Linked DNA regions of Pan troglodytes: regions 2 and 3 are each linked to region 1. A link is a contact called in public Hi-C data. All regions are on one chromosome and are shown on one strand. The core of a region is the stretch at or near the end of the contact, and the rest is flanking DNA. Distances in the headings are between cores, read along the strand shown. Region 1 holds the start of CNP (2',3'-cyclic nucleotide 3' phosphodiesterase). Region 2 holds the start of KCNH4 (potassium voltage-gated channel subfamily H member 4). Region 3 holds the start of DHX58 (DExH-box helicase 58).

Region 1 (3,515 bases), core at 399-2,898:
AGCGATTCTCCTGCCTCAGCCTCCCAAGTAGCTGGGATTACAGGCGCCTGCCACCATGCCCAGCTTATTTTTGTATTTTTAGTAGAGACGGGGTTTCACCTTGTTGGCCAGGCTGGTCTCAAACTCCTGACCTCAGGTGATCCACCTGCCTCGGCCTCCCAAAGTGCTGGGATTACAGGCGTGAGCCATGCCGCCCGGCCGTGTGATTTCTTTTCTATCGATCTCAGGTCCCTTGACTGCAAACTCAAATCAACGGCAGTGCGCATTTTCATGATGTCTGGATGGGATAAGCTATACAGCCCTCACGTGATGCACAGGACGGAGCTGGGCTCAGTCAATGATGGTTCCCTTTCTCTGCTTTTGGAAAGGTGTGCTGTCAACACCAATTTAAAGAGCTGGCAAAAACAGTCATTCTCAGGGCCTTTCTCTCATCTGCCTCTCAAAAGCACAGGCCTCCACAGAGATGAACAGTTTCTTTCTTTTTTTTTTTTCTTTCTTTTTTGGAGACGGGTCTTGCTCTGTCACCCAGGCTGCAGTGCAGTGGCTGGATTTTGGCTCATCACAGCCCCAACCTCCTGGGCTCAAGCGATTCTTCTGCCTCAGCCTCCGGGTAGCTGGGACTACAGGCGCCAACCACCACGCCTGGCTAATTTTTGTATTTTTAGTACAGACAGGGTCTCACCGTGTCGCCCAGGCTGGTCTGGAACTCCTGGCCTCAAGGGATCTGCCTGCCTCAGCCTCCCAAAGTGCTGAGATTACAGGCGTGAGCCACCGCATCCGGCCTGACATGAACAAACTTTTATCTTTCTTCCCGCTTTTCTCTTATTTTTCAGAAGCTTCACTGTATGAAGATAGAATAATAACAAGAGAGAAGGACATGAGGAGAGTGAGAGATGAGCCCGAGAAGGTGGTGAAGCAGTGGGACCATATTGAGGATGAGAAAGAGACAGATGAGGACGATGAGGCTTTTGGGGAAGCTCTGCAGAGCCCAGCAAGCGGAAAGCAGAGTGTGGAAGCAGGAAAAGCCAGAAGCGATTTGGGAGCAGTTGCCAAGGGCCTGTCAGGAGAATTAGGCACAAGATCAGGAGAAACAGGCGGGAAGCTACTAGAAGCTGGCAGAAGAGAGTCAAGAGAAATTTATAGGAGGCCTTCGGGAGAATTAGAGCAAAGACTCTCAGGAGAATTCAGCAGACAGGAACCAGAAGAACTAAAGAAACTTTCAGAAGTGGGCAGAAGAGAGCCAGAAGAACTGGGAAAAACACAATTTGGAGAAATAGGAGAAACGAAAAAAACAGGAAATGAGATGGAAAAGGAGTATGAATGAAGCCATCGGTAGAGATGAGGATCAGGAAGCTGGTGTTCAGAGGGATCATGGGATTTTATTAAACTGGATTTTCAAGCGATTTATCTGTTATAGGAAAAATGAGGGTTTTACTTCTGCTGCTTTCCATCACTATTTTGCCATTAAATAGGTGTCTTTCACTCTTGCAAACCCTGAGTCTGTCACTTTGCCTCTTCACCCCTGCCCATTCTTGGAAGAGCATCGTGGAAGAAATGAGAAAGGTGCCAAGAAGAAAGGGTTTCAGGAAGGTGAAGATACGGGCGCTACAGGGAACAAGAAGTCACAGGGAGGAGAGGGGAAGGCCTGGGAGGAGAGGTGCTTCCCACACACCGGTGACTGACTGAGTCCCTCCAGTGCGCAGGACAGCGGGGAGGCTTTATGGATGGAACAATGGTGGGGCGGCCCCAGCTGTCACAGGTAGGAGAATGCCGCAAGCCAGAACCAAGCGAATGCTGGGAGTGAGGCCAAAGATAGGGGAGTGGCCTGGGAGTCGGGAGGGCAGACAGACTCCGCCTCTGACACCTCTGGGTGGCATAATCAGGTAAATCAGGCTCTCCAAGCTGGCTTCTCCTCTGAACAATGGGATACCTGCCTCAGGGGTTGCTGCGAGGACTGAGTGCTTAGCACAGCACTTGGACAGGAAACTCAAAAATCCAACGGAGCTCTCAGTGGTTTCACAGAGGAGGTGGCAGCTGAGGATCTGCCCTCAGAGGATGTTAGGATTTCACTCCGTTACTCATCTGTCCCTTTGACCATTGCCATCCTGGTCTGTCTCCACAGCTCCTAGAAGGAAAGGTCGGGGCTGAGACTGACTTTTGGCTGGCACAGGGCCTGGACGAATGAGGCCAGTGAGGCATTTCAGATGCAGAGTTTACCGGAATGCCAGCAAATTGCATGATAATATTTTAATCCAATGTGGTAAAAAAAAAAGTTTTTAATTAATGCAAAAGTCCATGATGAATAAAATATCAAAAATTAAAGACAGGATCCGACTTTGCACGACCCTGCCTCACTCACTTCCTGCTAATCCACGGGACCGGGGAGGGTGACTGAGTTACCCCTCAACACGCAGAAAAAGCTAGTGGCCGCTCAGCTCGCAGGCGCAGTGGGTGGGTGCGCGTGGGGAGCAGGCGCGCGCCGGGGGCGGGACCGGGCCGAGGTTCCCGCGCGCGGCGAGAGTTTCGGGTTTTGGTTCTCAGCGCCTGCGCGCAGAGGAGACGGCCCGCCCCCAGCCCGCCCGGGTGCCCGCTCCGCCCCCCGGGCTATGTAAAGCGGCCGGGCTCGGGTCGTGCCACCGCTGGACTCCCGTGTCCCTCCGCGCAGGCGGGCGGCCCCGGAGCGCTGGTGCCGGCAGAGGCGGCGACGGCGGCGCCCCTCCTCATCATGGTGAGAGGCCGGGCGGGGCCGGGCACGGGGTAGCACCAGGGCGGGAAACGAGTGTCGGGGCCCCTCGGGAGGAAGCGTCTTGCAAACGAGGACCCGGGGCTCCGGGTTCGACTTCCAGTTTTCTTGGTACTCAGGGCAGCCCTGAGGTCTGGGAGAAGCGGAGGGGTTTCGGGGTGCCGGAGAGGCCGCTGGAAAGGGAAACGGTGGTGTTTCTCAGGAGGGAACTCGGGACCGCAGAAGCTGCTGCGCCTCTGGGAGCCTGGGTGGGCCTGGGCCGGGAGCCCGGGAGCTGCTCCCGACCCCACGCAGGCCCGCGCTGGGGCAGCCGCTTCGGCGCCCCCTCCCCGGGCCCAGTCTCATCACGCGGAACCGCTGCCCCGCGCCCGGGTGCGGGCGGGAGGTGGAGCCAGTTCAGAGGAGGGGACCCTTTACGGTAAAAGCTGCCGTCCCTTGTGGCATCTAGAAGATAGGAAAACAAGTGGCTCCGAGAGGCGCTTCTGACACACAGCACAGCGGCGGGTAGAGCTGGATCCTAATTGCAGGTGCCCAGTGCTGCCCTGTTCTGGACAGGCACAAAGACCACGACTTTGTGGGGGCCGGGAGAGGGTAGAGGAGGAGGTGGCAGGCTTGGTGAAAGAGGGCCTTTGTCCAGTGCTCTCCTGCCCTGCCCCCCACCAGCCCTTCTGTGGGACCATTGTACCCGCATGCCAGACAAGAGAGTATTATCTGTTGCGGCCATTGTTGGGGGAAGGGAGGCAGTCTTGGGGTAACCCTTCTCCGCTCCCCC
Region 2 (3,515 bases), core at 518-3,017, 210 kb after region 1:
GTGAGCTGTCACTGTAGAAGGCAGTATAGCATGGTGAGTAAGAGCCTGGGCTCCTGCAACCCTCCACTGCCACTTACTAACTGTGTGACCTTGGGCAAGTTGATGACCTCTTCTGTGCCTGAGCTTTCCTTATTTGCAAAGTAGGGCATAATAGGCCTTCCTCACATGGTCGTTGTGAGAGTTACATGAGTTAACTTGGGGAGAACAAGTCCTAGCACATGGTAAGTGCTACTCTGAGAAGGTGAAATTTTTTCCCCACATTCACTTGGCTTTCTTCCTATTACAGAGTAAGCAGGGCAGAGATTCTGATGACACCACACCCATTTATTGATAGGAAACCAAAAGGCAGAGATTATCCAAACTCACAGATCTCCTTAGTGTGGGGGCAGACAGTGATGAGTGCTGTCCTCCTTCCCTGCCTTCCAGAGAAGGTCCACTTTTTAGCATTCTTGTAGCTGCTTTCAGGGGATCTGCCCCACTGCTCAAAGTCTAATGGGAGAGGGCATTGAGCGTATAGCTCCAGCAACCCCCAGCAGCAGAACCCAAGCTGTCTCCCTCCAGCTCCAATGGGTGGGAGGCCAGGGGGACTCCTGTGGGCCATCCAGGGACAGAGACTCAGCTAAGAGATGGGGCCTGTGACACAACCAGTCCTGGTGCTCTAGGAGGGATGACTGTCTGGGGGCAGGGAGGCTGATGGGGACACTGAAGGTGCCTGGGAGGCACTGGGCTCTGGGCACAGCCTCCTTCTTCCATCCCAGGGCCTGTTGCCCCGGTGATGGGCGCTATGGAAACAAGGTGGTGGGGAAGAGGGTAGGGCCCCGCGGCTCAGTTTCCGCCCTCGGGTACCGCTCCCCCACCATCCAGATCCCGGCCAGGGTTCCCGAGGGAATGGCGGGGTTGGGGGAGGTGAGGGCGGGGAATCTCTGGGTTCCAGAGTGGGAAGAGGGAATGGCGGGAGAAGAGGCGGGGAAGGAGTGATGTGGCTGTCCAAGGTGCTGAACCTGAAACCCAAGCTGCGTTGGGCGAGCTGGGAGTTCCCACCGTCGCACAGACCGCTCCCCTTCTCCTGCCTCACCCACCTTAGACACTGACGCCCCACGATTTGGGGGCGCGCGACCTCAATCCAAACTAGGTCCTGCTGAAGTCTGATCTTTTCTCCTTTTTTTCTGGAGGTAGTGGGAGCTGGAGTCTGTGAGTAGACCCCAGAATGCCCGGCCACTTTGCCCCACTTCTGTGTCTCGGATACCCCCATACACGCCCCCAGCACAGCTCTGCCCGAGAGTGGGCGGCTCCAAAGGCCCCTCCTCCGCTCTGCCGCACAAAGAGCCTCTTCTGCCTCGAGTCACACCCCCTAACCTTGGCCCCCGTGCTCTCGGCCCTTTCCCCTCCTCCCCTCGCAGGGCACTCCCCGCCCTGTTCCTGCACCGCGGCTTTGGGAGTTCCTAGACCCGCACCTCCATTCTCTCCCCTCGCCTCGGGTCTCACCATGTCCAGGAGATCCGAGACGACCCCGAGGATACTTGCCCCCCAGCTCGAACCTCAAGCCCCGACCTCCGTCCCACTCACGCGTTCCGTCAAAACGGGTGGCGATGGTGTCCAGGAAGGTGTTTTGCGGGGCCAGCAACCCCTTCATGACCGGCATGGCCCCGGGGCGTGGGTTCAAGGCGCGGCGCTGAGGAGCTTTCAGCGCGGCCGGGCCGGAGGGGGCGCGCTGTCGGAGGGGCCGGGGCGCCCCATGCGCCCTCCTGCCTCCTCCCCTCCCTCTTACTGCCGCTGCCGCTGCCGCCGCCTCTGCTCCGAACCCCGTAGCTCTCGGCTCGGCTCAGCGCCGTTTCGGTCCCCCCCACCTCCCCACGGGCCAGGTTCTTCCCCTCGGGCTCGGCCCGCACCCGCCACGTGGCCCCACACGGGGAGGGGCCGCTAGCGACACCCGCACCCCTCTGGGCAGCCCTCCTCCCAGAGGGGAGCGGCCCACGCGTGTCTCTCGGGGAGAGAATTCGGGGCACGCCCACCGGGAGGGGAGGCCTGAAATGATGGGCGGGGCTTGACTAACAGACCCGCCCTCTTCCAGGCTGGCCACGCCCCCACACGTGGTTCCCTGGCTGCTCCTTGTGGCTCCACCTCGCGGGTTTTCCCGCGCGCCGTCCACGCTGGGCTGGTGTCTGGTTCACAGTGCCGCCTACTGGAGTTGACATATTTCGCAGCACCCACAGGCCAGTAGCTCCAGTGTGAGATAGCAAGGGTTAAGAGGCTAGTTTGCTGGTAGAGAATGGACAATGGGAAGGCTTGAAACCCCAACTCTAGAAAGCACCATTCTTACCTCCTGCCTCAGTTTTCCCAAGACACCCTGGCGAACTCTGCCTACTGAGACACAGCGTGGTGGAATGAAAAGAGCTTTGGAGTCCACCAGGTAGAGTCCCAGCTCTAGACACGAATCGTGTGATATCCTCTCCAAGCTCACTTTCCTCATCTGTAAAATGGAGCTGATAATTCTTACCTGATGCAGTTACCGTGAGAATGTAATACCATAATGCATGTCTTTGGTACAAAATAAGTGTCTTGAAGGGCAGTTGCCTGCCTGTTTTCCCTCTTCCTACTGTCTTAATCCTCCTCTCTGCTGCCCTTCAAGTGGAAGAGAGTCTGGAGGCAAGTTTGGGAGAAACTACCTCTGAAAAAGATAGTTTCGAGGTGGGCAGAGTCATGGCTTGCAAATCTCCAAGGATGCACATGTGAACTTTGACCTCTAACTTCTCCAAGATGGAACCAGTACAGCAGCAAGAGGGACCAAAGTGAGACTAGACACAGGACTTTCTCACTACCTATGCAGAAAATTGAGGCAGCTGAGTTCTGTGGCTGAGGGTGGCTGCTTCCCACGACAAAACAGCTGAAGCAGTGAAAGTGGGAACCCTATGGGCAAGGAGGGCAGGCTAAATTCTCCCCACCCTCTGAGCTAGGTATTATCTGGGATGTTAGATTGCTAAGAAGTGCCACATTTTTCTGTGTCTCTACTTTTGTTGTTGTTGTTGTTCTTGTTGTTCTTGTTCTTGTTGTTTTTGAGACGGAGTCTTGCTCTGTTGCCCAGGCTGGAGTGCAGTGGCATGACCTCAGCTCACTGCAACCTCTGCCTCCTGGGTTCAAGCAATTCTCCCGCCTCAGCCTCCCTAGTAGCTGGGATCACAGGCGTGCATTACAATGCCCGGCTAATTTTTGTATTTTTAGTAGAGATGGGGTTTCGCCATGTTTTCCAGGCTGGTCTTGAACTCCTGACCTCAAGTGATCCGCCCGCCTCAGCCTCCCAAAGTGCTGGGATTACAGGCATGAGCCATGGAGCCTAGCCTGTGTCTCTACTTTTGGATGTTATATTAGTTTCCTAGGACTGCCATAACAAAGTACCACAAAGTGAGTGGCTCAAACAACAGAAACCTATTGTCTCACAGTTCTGGATGCTAGAAGTCCAAGCAAGGTCAGGTGAAGGCAGCGTTGGTTCCTTCTGAAGGCTGTGAGGGAGAATCTGT
Region 3 (3,515 bases), core at 437-2,936, 150 kb after region 1:
TGAGGCGCCAGGCAGGGAAGATTTCTTTCCATTTCACAGATTAGTAAACCGAGGCTCAGCTGGGGAAGGGACTGGCCTAAGATCCTACACGATAGCCCGGCCTGTTTCTACTAGAGTGCCTGCAGGGATTTTGTGAACGGGCAACCCCTCACTCCCACAAAAACTCCCAACACCTTGACTCCAGGAGGTGCCTTGGGGTTGGCGAAAGGAGGTACCCCAGATGCGTATCTTTTTCCTCCCGGCCATGGCCCTCACCAGTGAGCTCCACGTGCTCCTCCTCCTCGGGGCTGGTCAGTGCCATCTGCAGAAGCTCTGCTGTGCAGATGAGCAGGTCATGGCACCGGGCCAGGTGGCCAAAGCCAGCACGTGGTCCCATGTCCCCACTCAGGGTTGTCATGGTCCAGCGTCCATCCAGCATGCGCCTGAACTCTTCACCATGCTGGGTCACCAGGTGCACCTGGGGGTGGAGAATGAGCTGGGAAAAGAGAGCTGAATCTGGGGCCAGGGGTAGGGAGGAGGTAAGGTGACCCGCAGGACATGGCTGGGTACTGAGCCAGGGTGGAAAGACAGGTGAGCTTATCGATGGCCACAGCAGCTTTGGAGTTCTGGTGGGGACTGGGAGATGCCTGAAGAGCTGAGACCCTGCTTGGTGGTGGGGGAGCGGGGTAGGGACAGACCACTCACCCTGTTGACCAATACAACCACCTTGGCTCCATCCACAGTCTCTAGGTGCCGCTTGGCCACATAAGCAGCCGCCCGAGTCTTCCCGGCACCCGTGGGCAGCCAGATGATGATATTCTTGCCCTCCAGGGCAGGCATGATCACCTCCCATTGGTAGGGCCGAAGCTCCATTCTGGGAATGGCAGGGGACTCAGACCCACCGACTCCTCCACCCCTCCCAACTCCTGGCCAGATCAGTCGGTACAGAGACCTCCCTTTGCCCAGGACTCCACCCCACTTGAGGGAGGTGGGGCAGGACTCCCTCAGAACCCATCAGGACCCTGCTCTGCCCAAAAGAGGGAGGCGGGAGTAACACAAGCTACACCTGCCCCCTGCCCAGCCCAGGTCTCACCTGCTCTAGTAGGTAGGTCTGCCCAGGGCAGTCCCACTTAACTCAGCCTGGTGCCACTCTGCTCAGCTCGGAGACCCAAGATGGAAACTGAAACTGAGGGAAGGAGACAGCTGAGCCGAATTAGGAATCTCCCATCCCCCCCAGGAAAAAGAACCAAGAGAAAAGAACCGTTTGTGCTAACAGTCATCGCCAACTGCCGTGAGTACAAACTCTGGGAAAGTACTGCTGCTGCGCCAGCGCCCTGGCAGGCATGATCACCTCCCATTGGTAGGGCCACAGCTCCATTCTGGGAATGGCAGGGGACTCAGACCCACTGGGCCCTCCACTCATCCCAACTCCTGGCCAGACCAGTCGGTACAGAGACCTCCCTTTGCCCAGGACTCCACCCCACTTGAGGGAGGTGGGGGAGGACACCCTCAAAACCCATCAGAAGCCTGCTGTGGCCAAAAGGTGGGGGGGGGAGGTGGGAGTAACACAGGCTACACCTGCGCCTTGCCCAGCCTGGGTCTCGCCTGCACCACCAGGTAGGCCTGCCCAAGGCGGCCCTGCTTAGCTCAGCCTGGTGCCGCTGTGCTCAGCGCAGAGAGCAGAAATCGGAAATGGAAACTGAAACTGAGGGGAGGAGCCAGCTGAGCCGACTTAGGAATCTCCTATCCCTGCCCCAAGAAAAAGAACCACGTGTGCTAACAGGGAAGCACTCTTTCAGTGCTACAGGATCCTCTACGCTCTGGCCCTTCTGCAGTCAGTTGTAACCACATCCACCCAGGTTAAGGTGAAGGCAGGAGGTTCTGACCCCTGCTGCCCTGGCATCTGGATCAGGAGCAGCCTGGAGGAGGGAGAGGTGGGGGGCTGCAGGCAGGTAGGACCCATCACCCCAGGAGCACAGGACCAGGCCTGAGGCTTGCTGGGGAGAGCAGCCTCCAGTTTGCAAGAGGTCCCTGGGGGCCAAGGTGAGCCTGCTAAGGCTGGGACTATACCAAAGAAACAATCACACAGAGAAATAAAAAGCTTTATTATTCCCTCTAAGGGATTAATGCCAGGGAATGAATGGTCCCCATACCCCCCACCCCTGGGGGAGACTGACAGAACAGTGCTGGACAAGGCATGGCCCCCTCCAGTTTGGGCTGAACTTCCAACCCCTGAAGCCATCACTCAAGCTAAAATGAGCAGTTCTGGTCCTCATGGAAACAGCCACCTGGGCCAGGCCCAGGAATCCAAGCCTCCAAAGCTCTTGGGGACCAGGCCTGGGGGCCACCACGGCTGGGCAAGGTTCATCCCTGGCCACCAGCTACTCTAGAGGGGCTGGGCCCCAACCCAGGAGACCTCTCACACACAGTGAAGGCTGGGACAGAGCTGCACGCTTCGGGGTGCCTGAAGGTCCAGAAAGAGCTGCAGGATCGGGTCCGGAGGACCCTTGGCTGGAGTGTCTCAAGCTGAGTCGGGTCCGTGGGGCCAGGGCACCCCCTAAGGATCAGATCAGAATCCGAGGTGGAGACATTCCAGGTCAGGGCTGCGGCCCAAAGATGGGCCTACTTGTCAATGAGCCCTCCCTCCTTGAGCTTGAAGTAGAAGAACTTCTCCAGGGCGCTGGCACAGCGGCAGTACTCGCTGTCCGGGGGGTTGTACTCGCGACAGTTGGCGATGACCCGCTGCAGGTCGGCCACAAAGAGCTTCCGGGTCACGTAGTAGCGGCTTCGCAGCCGCTCAGTCATGGTCTTCAGGTCTGGGGCAGCAGGAGACGGAGCACAGCTTTAAAAGGCTGAAGACCACGGCAGGGCTGTCCACCAGGGTGGGCCCCCTGGGGCTGCAGGGCGCAGTGAGGGCAGGAGCAGGTGTGGGGACAGAAGAGGAGGGAAGGGGATGGAATGGAAGGTCCTCACCAATGGGAAAGCGGATGACCTCGTAGTAGTCAGGGGCCTCCGACTTCTTCACAGGCTCCATGAAGGGCCAGGCACTGGGGTGAGACTGGAGAGAAAAGCCGAGCTGGGGACAGCCCTGCTGCGCCCACTCCAGCCCGAGACCACTACCCACCCCACACTGCATCAAGAGGCCACAGCCATTGGTACAGGGGCCCTGGAAAGGAAACCTGGTCTCCCCACCTTGATTTGGGCCAGCAGGTTTTTGAGGGTTGTGTAGAGCTGGTCGGGGTCCTTCAGCTCCTTCCTGGGGCGAGAGACACCAAGTCTGAGGCTCCAAGTCCCTCTGCCCCACCCCCAACCCGGCTCCTTTGACACTCACCCCTTCTCCTTCCCCAATGGCTTCCAGCCCGTCTCTCCTGCAAAGTGGGAAGTGGGAGAATGTCTCTAAGAATGCCAGTCCACATCCCAAGCAGCGTGCCCCCACTACCCTGCAACTGAGACCCCTGCTTACGAATGCCAGGAACGCTCTCCACAGGGATCTGCCTCACGCCCTCCTTGAAGCAGCTGAGCCCCGGGTAGACCTT

What was found. Hi-C and Micro-C count contacts between places; a contact is called where the count stands out from the background.
Region 2: a contact with region 1 is called in a Hi-C map of stem cell-derived neural progenitor cells, with 2.4 times the contacts expected there. The contact joins the promoter of KCNH4 here to the promoter of CNP in region 1. A contact is called at or near these places in 1 of 7 Hi-C or Micro-C datasets (stem cell-derived neural progenitor cells) and 1 of 1 datasets of contacts at active chromatin or transcription factors (stem cell-derived excitatory neurons).
Region 3: a contact with region 1 is called in a Hi-C map of stem cell-derived neural progenitor cells, with 8 times the contacts expected there. The contact joins the promoter of DHX58 here to the promoter of CNP in region 1. A contact is called at or near these places in 4 of 7 Hi-C or Micro-C datasets (blood, induced pluripotent stem cells and stem cell-derived neural progenitor cells), 1 of 1 datasets of contacts at active chromatin or transcription factors (stem cell-derived excitatory neurons) and 1 of 1 other capture datasets (stem cell-derived neural stem cells).

What each region holds. Positions count from the first base shown.
Region 1 is chr19:26,176,144-26,179,658 of NHGRI_mPanTro3-v2.0_pri, reverse strand. It overlaps CNP (2',3'-cyclic nucleotide 3' phosphodiesterase), which reads left to right and starts at 1,648. Exons shown (of 4, transcript XM_054670897.2): 1 at 1,648-1,759. The coding sequence starts at 1,721. It overlaps ODAD4 (outer dynein arm docking complex subunit 4), which reads left to right. Exons shown (of 12, transcript XM_024350311.3): 12 at 834-1,492. The coding sequence ends at 1,324.
Region 2 is chr19:25,961,306-25,964,820 of NHGRI_mPanTro3-v2.0_pri, reverse strand. KCNH4 (potassium voltage-gated channel subfamily H member 4) reads right to left here and starts at 1,767. Exons shown (of 17, transcript XM_063798575.1): 1 at 1,567-1,767. The coding sequence starts at 1,642.
Region 3 is chr19:26,029,505-26,033,019 of NHGRI_mPanTro3-v2.0_pri, reverse strand. DHX58 (DExH-box helicase 58) reads right to left here and starts at 1,686. Exons shown (of 14, transcript XM_063798576.1): 1 at 1,556-1,686; 2 at 1,073-1,165; 3 at 685-853; 4 at 256-457. The coding sequence starts at 852. It overlaps KAT2A (lysine acetyltransferase 2A), which reads right to left. Exons shown (of 18, transcript XM_511500.8): 14 at 3,443-3,515; 15 at 3,311-3,347; 16 at 3,172-3,235; 17 at 2,953-3,037; 18 at 2,066-2,795. The coding sequence ends at 2,602.